3 separate regions of the Mus musculus genome follow, and all the other regions are linked to region 1. A link is a contact called in public Hi-C and Micro-C data. All regions are on one chromosome and are shown on one strand. Each heading gives the region's core, a stretch centred on a gene start, on an enhancer-like site or on the middle of the called end of the contact. The rest is flanking DNA. Distances are from core to core; before and after follow the strand shown.

Region 1 (3,004 bases), core at 182-2,681:
CCTCTACCCCTCCATACTGGGATTTTAGTCTGGATTGAGTCTGCCCAGGTCTTGTGCACACTGTCACAACTACCATGAATTCATGAGTTCAACTGTCCTGCTGAGTAAGCAAAACACTGTTCTTCAACGGAGATAACTATAAATTTATCCTCATGTTTATTTATGAGTATAATGAGTATGAGTATATAAATGAGTATATGAGTATAAATATTTATGAGTAAAAACTTCATAAATATTTACTTTTGGATGGCTGACTTATCGGCATTACATGCTTCCAAGTATACTTTTTTGACAGACAAACCTGAAAAAAAAAAAGGTGTGAGGTGATACCACAGTCATTAACCTGTTATCAATGCTTCCCATTACACAGCCAAAACCAGGGTTAGACAAAGCCATTCTCAGTCTGTCATATGGTTAGAGGAAGATCCGGGAAATCAGTTCCATTCATTTTATTAAAGTATTAAAAGACTTATAAGGGGTTAGAAACAGCCCAAAGTTACAAAATAACCAAAGCTTGAAGATTCTGGGAATGTCAACACTGCCCACATCTTCCAGATTAAAAACTGACAAAGATTCCAAATGATCCCTCAGGCTGGTCCCTTCTTCGTCTTGAAAACTTTTGGGACCTATTATGAACCTGAGAGTTCCCAAGTCAGTCCTCTGATGACAGTACTGGTGAGAGGCTGACCTGAAAGCTAAGGTTGATGAGTGGCAAGCCCGCCAAGGACCAAGGCAAATTTATCCTCAGCCCCCACAAAAACGCTGACAAAGGTTGCTGAGACTACTAGTAAAGAGGTCGGTGGTGTCAGCTAAGGGACATTTGCAGTCTTCCAGACCAGCCAGCCGGACATTCCACTCCGGAGCCGGTAGCCCCAGGGTACTGCCAGGTGACCCTAGGGCGGGTCCCACAGTGCACAGAATCGCCTCGGGTCCTCAAAGCCTGCGGGCGCCCAGCCCACCGGGAGCCAGAGCCAGAACTGGAGCCCGCGGCGACCCGCAGCTCCGGGTGCCAGACGCCGAGCCAGTCCCCGCCCCTTCCCCATCTCCCCGCCCCGCGCTCGCAGCAGGACGCACCGCCCGGCGTGAGCACCGCGGCCTGTCGCGCGCGCGGCGCAAGGGACCCGGCATCCCCGCCCAGCTGGGTAGCGCACCTGAACTGTCCCCATCCTCCGAGACCGACGAGCTCTCGGTGTCCTCGTCTTCGGAACTGCTCCCCTCGTTCTCCGCGTAGTCCACCTCCATCTCATCGTGATGATTCGTCTCCTTCTTATCCCCTCGAGAATGGACCGGCATTTTCCAACCTCGCCGTCGCTTCCCACTTCCTGCTCCCAGCCCGGCCACTGCCGCTTCGGTGAAGGGCGCGCCGAACGCCCCGACCCACCCGGCCACCGAGCTGGATCCGAAACCCTCGACTCCTCCCCACCCCCGGCCTCAGCCTCACAACCTAACCCGCAGGCTTGCGCTGCGAGCTCTGCCATTGGTCAAGGCTGTCCCGGAGCTAGAGGCGTGGCTTGTCTTGCAAGCGAACGATTGGTTACCGGTGATTACGGCGCGGCCTTCCGCTGTCTGTCGGGAATTGTAGTCCTTAGGCCTCAGAGCTTCAGGGGCTATGGGTTTCTAAGATTCAGCTGCCTTAATCGCTTCTCACTTCGGACTTCAAGTCCCACAAGGCAGGAAAGCTGACATACTGGGACGCAGTTTATAAACTAAACAGAAACAGATTGTGCGGATTTGGTCTGTACTTATCCTTTTCCCGCCAAGTGGTTATCTGATCTGCCTAGCTACTCAAACTGTGAGAAGAATGTGAAAAGATCCTTTGCCTGAAAGGGTCTTTGCATACTCTGTGAGCCTGGAGGGTTACAGAATCGTCTCTTCTACACTAGTAGTACCTTTAGTACAGCTAGTAAACTATTAAATTGAATTGTATGTGTAAGAAATAATTTTCACAAAGAAAATTTCATTGTTCTTGGAATTTTTACAACCAAAACTACAGAGGGGAAGGAAATTTTATCTTAGTATTTCAATCTTGCGTTCTTACTTTTTTTTTTTTTTTTTAATGGAAGAAGCTACCCAAATTAAATTGATTTAATTTCAGGTTCCAGTGAAAAATAAATATTTGACTTAAAAAGATGTCATTTTTTTTTTTTCAAAAACAGGATTACACAGACAAGGACGATGCCATAACTACCATAATAATCGTAACTTATAACCGATCACTTTCACTCTTTATCAGGTTATCTTGGTAAATTCACTGCATGGATTTGCTGAGTTCAATTTTTAGTTTAATAGCCCTAAGGTAGGAGTCGGTATTATGTCCATTTTATCAACAAAATATATGGTTAAAGTATTAAAGGGACACCAGGAAGTAGAATGAAACTTAGCTGTCCTGGAACTTGCTCAGTAGGCTGACCTTGAGTTTAGTGATCTGCACGGCTCTGTCTCCTGGGATTAAAGGTATGTTCCATCACACATAGACTTAAATTTAGCTGAGTGGGATCTGTTATCTCCTAAAACAAAAGATTTTGCTCTGTTCTACTTCCCGGTGTCCCTTTAAATATTTTTCCTTTCTCAGCTTGCTCATTTTCTTACAGGTTCAGAGGTTCTGTCCATTACCATCAAGGCGGGAGCATGCCAGCATCCGGAGGAGCTGAGGGTCCTACATCATCTTATTCAGACTGGCTCCCAGGGAGCTAGGATGAGGGTCTTAAAGCCCATGCCCACAACGACACACTTGCTCTAACACCTACTGCAGCAAGGCCACACCTCCTAATAGTGCCACTTCCTGGGCCAAGCATATACAAACATCACCATCACCACCATCTTCCACACTTCAGACGCTCTCATGTTCCACCAGACGATGGCTCATGTTCCACCAGACGATGGCTATGCTCCGTCCTTTTTTTCTTCTTTTCCTAGCAGTCTATATTCAGCCAATGTGGGTCACTTATAAGATTGCAAGTTCCTTGAGAACAAGGGTTGTTTTAATCAAGCATGAAAATAAAAG
Region 2 (3,004 bases), core at 259-2,758, 510 kb after region 1:
CTGGAGAGATGGCTCAGCGGTTAAAAGCACTGTCTGCTCTTCCAGAGGTCCTGAGTTCAAGTCCCAGCAACCACATGGTGGCTCACAACCATCCGTAATGAGATCTGATGCCCTCTTCTGGGGTGTCTGAAGACAGCTACAGTGTACTTACATATAATAAATAAATAAATCTTAAAAAAAAAAACTACATTAGAAACAAGCCTATCTAGGTTTGCATCAGCTGGACTGTCTGCTCTCATATACAACCTTGGCCAATCACCTCACTTTTTTAGGTCTCCAGCTCCTCTGGTGTAAAACAGGACTATTAATGTCCGCCTCAAAGAGCTGGTGAAAGACTCCGAGAGGAGCCCCTCGCTCAGGCCTTGGGATAATAGCAGACCCCCAAGAACTCACGAGAGACCAAGCTTGATGCAAACCACACGAGGCTTTATTCAGGGAAAGCCAGAGCTCTGGGGACAACTCAAAGCCAGAGCTCTGAGGACAACTCGTATCCCACACAGGGGTAGAGGAGACGACCTCGAGGGAAAAGGGGTCTCAGTTTTTATAGGTCCTTAAGGGGAAAAGGAGAAGGGGGGTAGTAGGGGATTTCCAGATCTAAACAATATCTATTCTAAAATGATTGATGCCTCAAGAAATGGGTATGGGAGGGAAACAAGGAAGGAGTCTAATGAAGGTGCAGCAACTCTGGATTGGCCCCGACTGTGGTTGCTGGGGAGATTTTCCGATTCTTTCCCAGCAACCAATACCACAAACACCTGGCAGTGAGGCGCAGCAATGGGCACACACATGGTCAGAACATTGGCAGACACACAGGTTCGAGAATCGGCAAGAGCATTGTGCACCTCTATTTTTCTAAATCAGTGAAGCTAGTTCTACTAACAATGAAATCTATTTTGCCAATTTCAGGGCTTCTGTGACCTTTTACATTCTGTCAGGATCTTTCACTGGCATGAAGGTGCAATAAAGCTGCAGCCAGGGAGCTGGCTCAGTGGGGAAGAAGAGGACCTGCTGCATAAACTTGAGGTCTCGAGCTAAGATCCCCAGCACTCAAAAGCACTCAGACACAACAACCACATGCAATCCTGTAGCTCCAGAGCTTCTCAGGGGCTGGGGATGGAGGTGGGGTACGGACAGGATTGCTGGGGCTTGCTGGCTGTCAGCCTAGTTTCAGGTTCAATAAGACACCCTGTTGCAAGAGAATAAGACATAGGGAGTGGTAAAGCAGGATACCAGACATCCTATTGTGACTTCCACATATATAGAGCAAAGGCACATGAACACATACACATATACATGCAGCATGCGCACACGAACACACACACACACACACACACACACACACACACACACACACACACACAAGTAGAATGACTTCATGACAGAAAGTTTATGCTACAAAAGGCCCGTTCAATTGCTTCAAATAACTGCTTGCCAACAGTACTTATTTGCTCTCTTTTAACACAGGCTATTAAAACACCTCTCCCTACTTCTTGTTTCCTGCTGATAACTGAGCTCCTTTGTGTATACAGGAGTAGATGGGTGCCTGCTTCTCTATACATCCATGGCTAACCTGGAACTTCCTATGTAGATCAAGCTGGCCTTGAATTAGCAGAAATCTTGCTTCTGGCCCTGGGTGCATGTGCACGCGCAACCACACCCAGCTTCTCCGTTATATTTAAGCGCGTGCTCACTCCGAATTTCCCTTCTGTCCTCCATACAGACAACCTTTCTAGTCTCCTTTCTTCTTACCAAGGCACACAAGCTTCACTCCCAGTTTCCAGTTTATTTCCGGCTTCATTGAGCTACGTGAGCTCTTTGTTTATAAAGTGTAATTTTGAAGACAGTTGTGTCTTCAAAGGCCATTTAGTTTTAGATGCTCTCATACAAATGAAACAATTAACATCTAATTTCGTTTAGTCCTAATTTTAAAAGAAAAGAAAGGAATTCTCCTGCCTGTGTTCTGAGGACTGAGATTATCACCATACCCATGCCTGGTTTTTTGGGTTTTTTTTTGTTCTCCTTTAATGAAAATGCACATACCAAAAAAAGGGGGCAGGTATAGGAAAAAAAAAAAGGTGTGTGTGTGAGTAAAAACCCAAGAAGGAAGAATGTATCAGAGAAACAACACTAAGTTTAACCTGTTAAAATAATTACATAGTAGATCTAAGGCCAGGCCTAGTGGCATATGCAAGTCACACAGCTGGACACCAAGGCAGGAGGATTCTGAATTTGAGATCCAACTGAGTTACACAGTGAGATCCTCTCTTAAAAAACAAAAAGCACAAAATTAAAAAATAAAAATAAAAAGGGACTGGGTGAAAAAGAAAGAGCGGATGGAAGCGATAAGGTCGGGGCTTCCCGGGAACACTGTTAGCTCAATGCTAAGCTTGCACACCTCAGCAGTGGTTCCCCGGCATGTCTTGCTTATACAAACAAATGAACAACTAAAAGACAGACCGACCAGGAGCCGAAAGGTGAGTCAGTCGGCCCAGTAGTAACTGATGACGGTAAGGGAAATTCTATGTCCCTGTGACCTCTGACAGAGCTGAAATTGATTTCATTATTCCTGACAAAAATTACTAACTCTCATTACATAACTATTCCTCTGCCATAATTAAGCAAATATGCAAGCTAAGCAATACTTTTCTTTGTTTTGTTTTTGTTTGTTTGTTTAGTTTTTTCGAGACAGGGTTTCTCTGTGTAGCTCTGGCTGTCCTGGAACTCACTCTGTAGACCAGGCTGGCCTCAAACTCAGAAATCTGCCTGCCTCTGCCTCTGCCTCCCAAGTGCTGGGATGAAAGGCGTGTGCCACCATGCCCGGCTAGCAATACTTTTCTAACCCCAAAATAACACAGTGTAGGGAGCAGATCTAGGTTTGAATGCTGCCTTCACCGCTTAGACTGTAGGATGTTGGTGAATGAGTAACCTTTCTGAACCTCGGTTTCCCTCCCTGTAAAGGAAATACTTCTAGAAAGCTGTTACTAACATGACACAGCTAAATGAA
Region 3 (3,004 bases), core at 179-2,678, 440 kb after region 1:
GGGAAAGCAACAACTCAAACAATAATCTAAGCATATAGGTGAGTAGAACTCCATTTATAGGCCAACTCTAGGATTTCCAACCAAGATAGTATGACTCTCCTTGTCAAGACACTGAGATAAAAAACTTCAAAATAAAATTATCATGGACCAGATGTATGTCTCGCCCTTCTGACACTAAGTTTTCTATGGCAAGAGCTTAAAAGTCTGTCCTATAATCCTAGACCAAACCCTGCCGCGACTTCAACTTACCAAAATGTATTGTTACATGGAGTAACTGATGCTAAGTTCAGGTTTCCGTCCATTAAAGCTGTTCCTTTAGTAAAGACTAACACACCGTGCCTCAACTAGACTGAGAACCAGTTTTTAAACTATAGAAGCATTCTTACAGGTGGGGGTTAAAATCGGGGTGCCAACTTCAAGAGGAGTTCATTGCTGTTCTTTTATTTCTCAGTTGTGAACTTTGCATATACTGAACTCTTCTCTTTTTATTCGTTTGGTTTCCTGTCACTTCCTTTAAGCAGTCAGCTTCAGTAGGGACGAGTGACATTGATCTCTTTTCTAGAACCAGCAGTGTCTGGTAGGGCTTTACACACTTGTATAGAGTTGACCACAAAGCAAGTCATCTATCTATACTGCAGAGGAGGGTTGAGGGTGTGTGGTGTGTGTGCATTTAAGTTGGATGGTTAAAGAACCAACCACTCTCAGCGAAGGGAAGACTCAGGCTCCAGGTAGACTGATGCTAAACAGTGCTTCTCAACATGTGGGTCGCGACCCCCAGTACCAAAACCTTCTCACAAGGTCGCCTAAGACCATCTGAAAAAACATTACCGTTCATTGAAGTAAAAAAACAAAAAAACAAAAAAAACATAGTTTTGAAGTAGCAACGAAAACAAATTTATGGCTGAGGGTCATCACAACGCGAGGAACTGGATTTAAGGGGCGCAGCATTAGGAAGATTGAGAATCGCTGAGCTACGGGGGACTCCGAAAGGCAGAAGGCGGGCATCACAGTGCAAAGCCCTACTGCTTTGTGTCTGGCCAGTAAGGCGCTCCTGAAGAGCACTACGCTTCGGTTTCAGCCTCCAAGCCCGCTTGCAGACCGGGCTGGGAAGACGAGAGCGGGCCCGACCTCGATCCTGCTGCTTTCCTGGCTCAGGCCCTTCTCCGAGCCCCCGAACCATCCTCGGGCCGCGTCCGCTCGCTCCAGGCCGAAGCATGACAGAGCAATTCGGAGGTCCCGCAGGAGGCCCTGAGTCACTCACCTACTTGGTAGAGTCGGCCCTCGGGAGAGAAGATAGTAATGTGACGGTCAAAACCGGCGCTGGAACCCCGGGACATGGCGTTCCTGCTATTTTAAACACAGTCTGCACCCCGTAGCACACACACCAGGGACCCAAGCCCCCTCCCGGAAGTTATGGCTACTGCTTCCGGAGCACCGGCGGAGCTGCTTCCGCTCTGGTGAGGGACTGGCGGTGTTTCCGGTGGGGACGGGACGTCCCAAAGCACTGCCCCTGAGTAGGCGGGCCCTCGCGCGCCCGGCCTGCGGTCCGCGGGCTTCCGGGTGGTGGCTCTGGGTCGCAGCCGGCCGTTAGTGCGTTCTGGAGATCAGAGTGGCCAAAAGAGGAAGTTTTCAAGGTGCCTGCAGTTGTCCTTTGCCTACTTGTGACCTCTGGAGACAGTATGGTCACCGCGTTCGCAGTCAGTTTGGGCGCCTGTACTTGCTCTCCTGTCTTCCCGGAGTCTGGCTTTGTTCTTCCTAACCTTCATTTTACCAGCCACTTCTCTTCCTACGTTTTGGGGGAGAAAGGAATGCAACAGCCACCCTTAAATGTAGGGCCTGAAAGAGGGTTAGTGGAAGAAGCCACTGGAAATAACAAAAGTTTTCTTCTAGTCTGGCAAGACTTTCCTTTGGACAGCGGCCCAGAGATGGGAACTTGAGAGGTTGAGCAGTCTTAGTTGATGATGAGCAAGATCGTTGCTGGTGGCTGGATACCGGAGAGTAATTCCAAGGCGGCGAAGCAACTCCTGGAAAACTGGTGGTTTTTCAAACTGTAAAATTCTGCACATTGTGCACCCTAGGGCACAGCCCCTATTTAGTGAATATAAAAATCGAAGCATATTATTAAGCTATTCCCCCCTCCCTAAATAAAAGTTTTGTTTACAGCAATATTTATAACAATTTACTGATGTAATACTGAAATATTCAGATCTGTGGCGTTCTCTCTAAAAGCACCCATTTTAAAGCAAAACATTTGAAGAGATTCTTCATAAGGAAGTTTTAATTTCTCGAGCTAATTTTTTTCTTCCTTTAGAAAAAAATATAAGCCAGGTGTGGTGGGACACATCTTTTATCCCAGCACTTGGAAGGCAGAGACATCTCTGGGTTCAAGGCTAGCCAGATCTACAGAATGAGTTTCAGGACACAGTAAGGCTACACAGGAAAAAGAAGGCTGTCTGGGGGTGGGGGTAGGGTGTACAACATCCAAGATTGAAACACGGGTTAAGAAAATAGCCCATGTAAGCAGCCGCTCTGGAACACCCGGTACTTTCCAGCTTCAATTCCCAAGTGTGCTGATAAGAGCTGCTGTCCCTTGGTTCTAGCTCAGGTCCTTACATCAGGATTAACTCCTGACCTTTGCGTACTTTTCTCAGTCTTCCCAGCCAAGTGTACTATAACACCTACAGTTTGCCTGAACAGTCACGGAGAAGTTCTCTGTAAGACTGCTAGGGGAAGCCCTCTGTTAGTACCTTAGAATCCAGATGTCTCATATCTAGGGCTGCACTGCACTGTCCATTGAAGCTGAATTTTCCCTAGTTGCCTCCATCAGAATAAACAGACATTTCATTACCCAAAATAGGCAAAACCAGGATTCCTCATCTCTTTCCTTCCAGTTCCTGCTCTTTGTATTTAGAGCCCACACCTTGTAGCAGTCAAATCTTCAGCATTTCCTCTCTCTGCTCCTGATGTCTTAGTTGGCTCCTTATATAATTCTTAGTTTTATTCA

Evidence for each region. Hi-C and Micro-C count contacts between places; a contact is called where the count stands out from the background.
Region 2: a contact with region 1 is called in a Micro-C map of the G1E-ER4 cell line. The contact joins the enhancer-like site here to the promoter of Brms1l in region 1. A contact is called at or near these places in 12 of 39 promoter capture datasets (the 3T3-L1 cell line, 3T3-L1-derived adipocytes, the C10 cell line and 8 more), 1 of 15 datasets of contacts at CTCF or cohesin (embryonic stem cells), 44 of 484 Hi-C or Micro-C datasets (B cells, CD4 T cells, the CH12 cell line and 22 more), 11 of 115 datasets of contacts at active chromatin or transcription factors (T-cell acute lymphoblastic leukemia, astrocytes, embryonic forebrain and 6 more) and 2 of 9 other capture datasets (adipose tissue and pancreatic islet).
Region 3: a contact with region 1 is called in a Hi-C map of muscle stem cells, with 3 times the contacts expected there. The contact joins the promoter of Psma6 here to the promoter of Brms1l in region 1. A contact is called at or near these places in 6 of 39 promoter capture datasets (3T3-L1-derived adipocytes, the C10 cell line, embryonic stem cells and 2 more), 7 of 484 Hi-C or Micro-C datasets (B cells, CD8 T cells, effector CD8 T cells and 4 more), 8 of 115 datasets of contacts at active chromatin or transcription factors (the 230-238 cell line, the SCID.adh cell line, double positive thymocytes and 5 more) and 2 of 9 other capture datasets (adipose tissue and embryonic stem cells).

Annotation. Positions count from the first base shown.
Region 1 is chr12:55,834,793-55,837,796 of GRCm38.p6, reverse strand. It overlaps Brms1l (breast cancer metastasis-suppressor 1-like), which reads right to left and starts at 1,431. Exons shown (of 10, transcript NM_001037756.3): 1 at 1,152-1,431. The coding sequence starts at 1,293.
Region 2 is chr12:55,324,480-55,327,483 of GRCm38.p6, reverse strand. The region is part of intron 3 of Prorp (protein only RNase P catalytic subunit); the gene reads right to left. Among named protein-coding and RNA genes, the nearest start is that of Ppp2r3c, 23 kb to the right of the region's middle. Within about 2 kb of position 1,508, at least 16 of the 459 cell types and tissues checked have an H3K27ac peak or open chromatin away from gene starts, as enhancers often do. A contact at or near this core is called in the G1E-ER4 cell line, where this site is marked.
Region 3 is chr12:55,397,249-55,400,252 of GRCm38.p6, reverse strand. It overlaps Psma6 (proteasome subunit alpha 6), which reads right to left and starts at 1,428. Exons shown (of 7, transcript NM_011968.3): 1 at 1,262-1,428. The coding sequence starts at 1,337.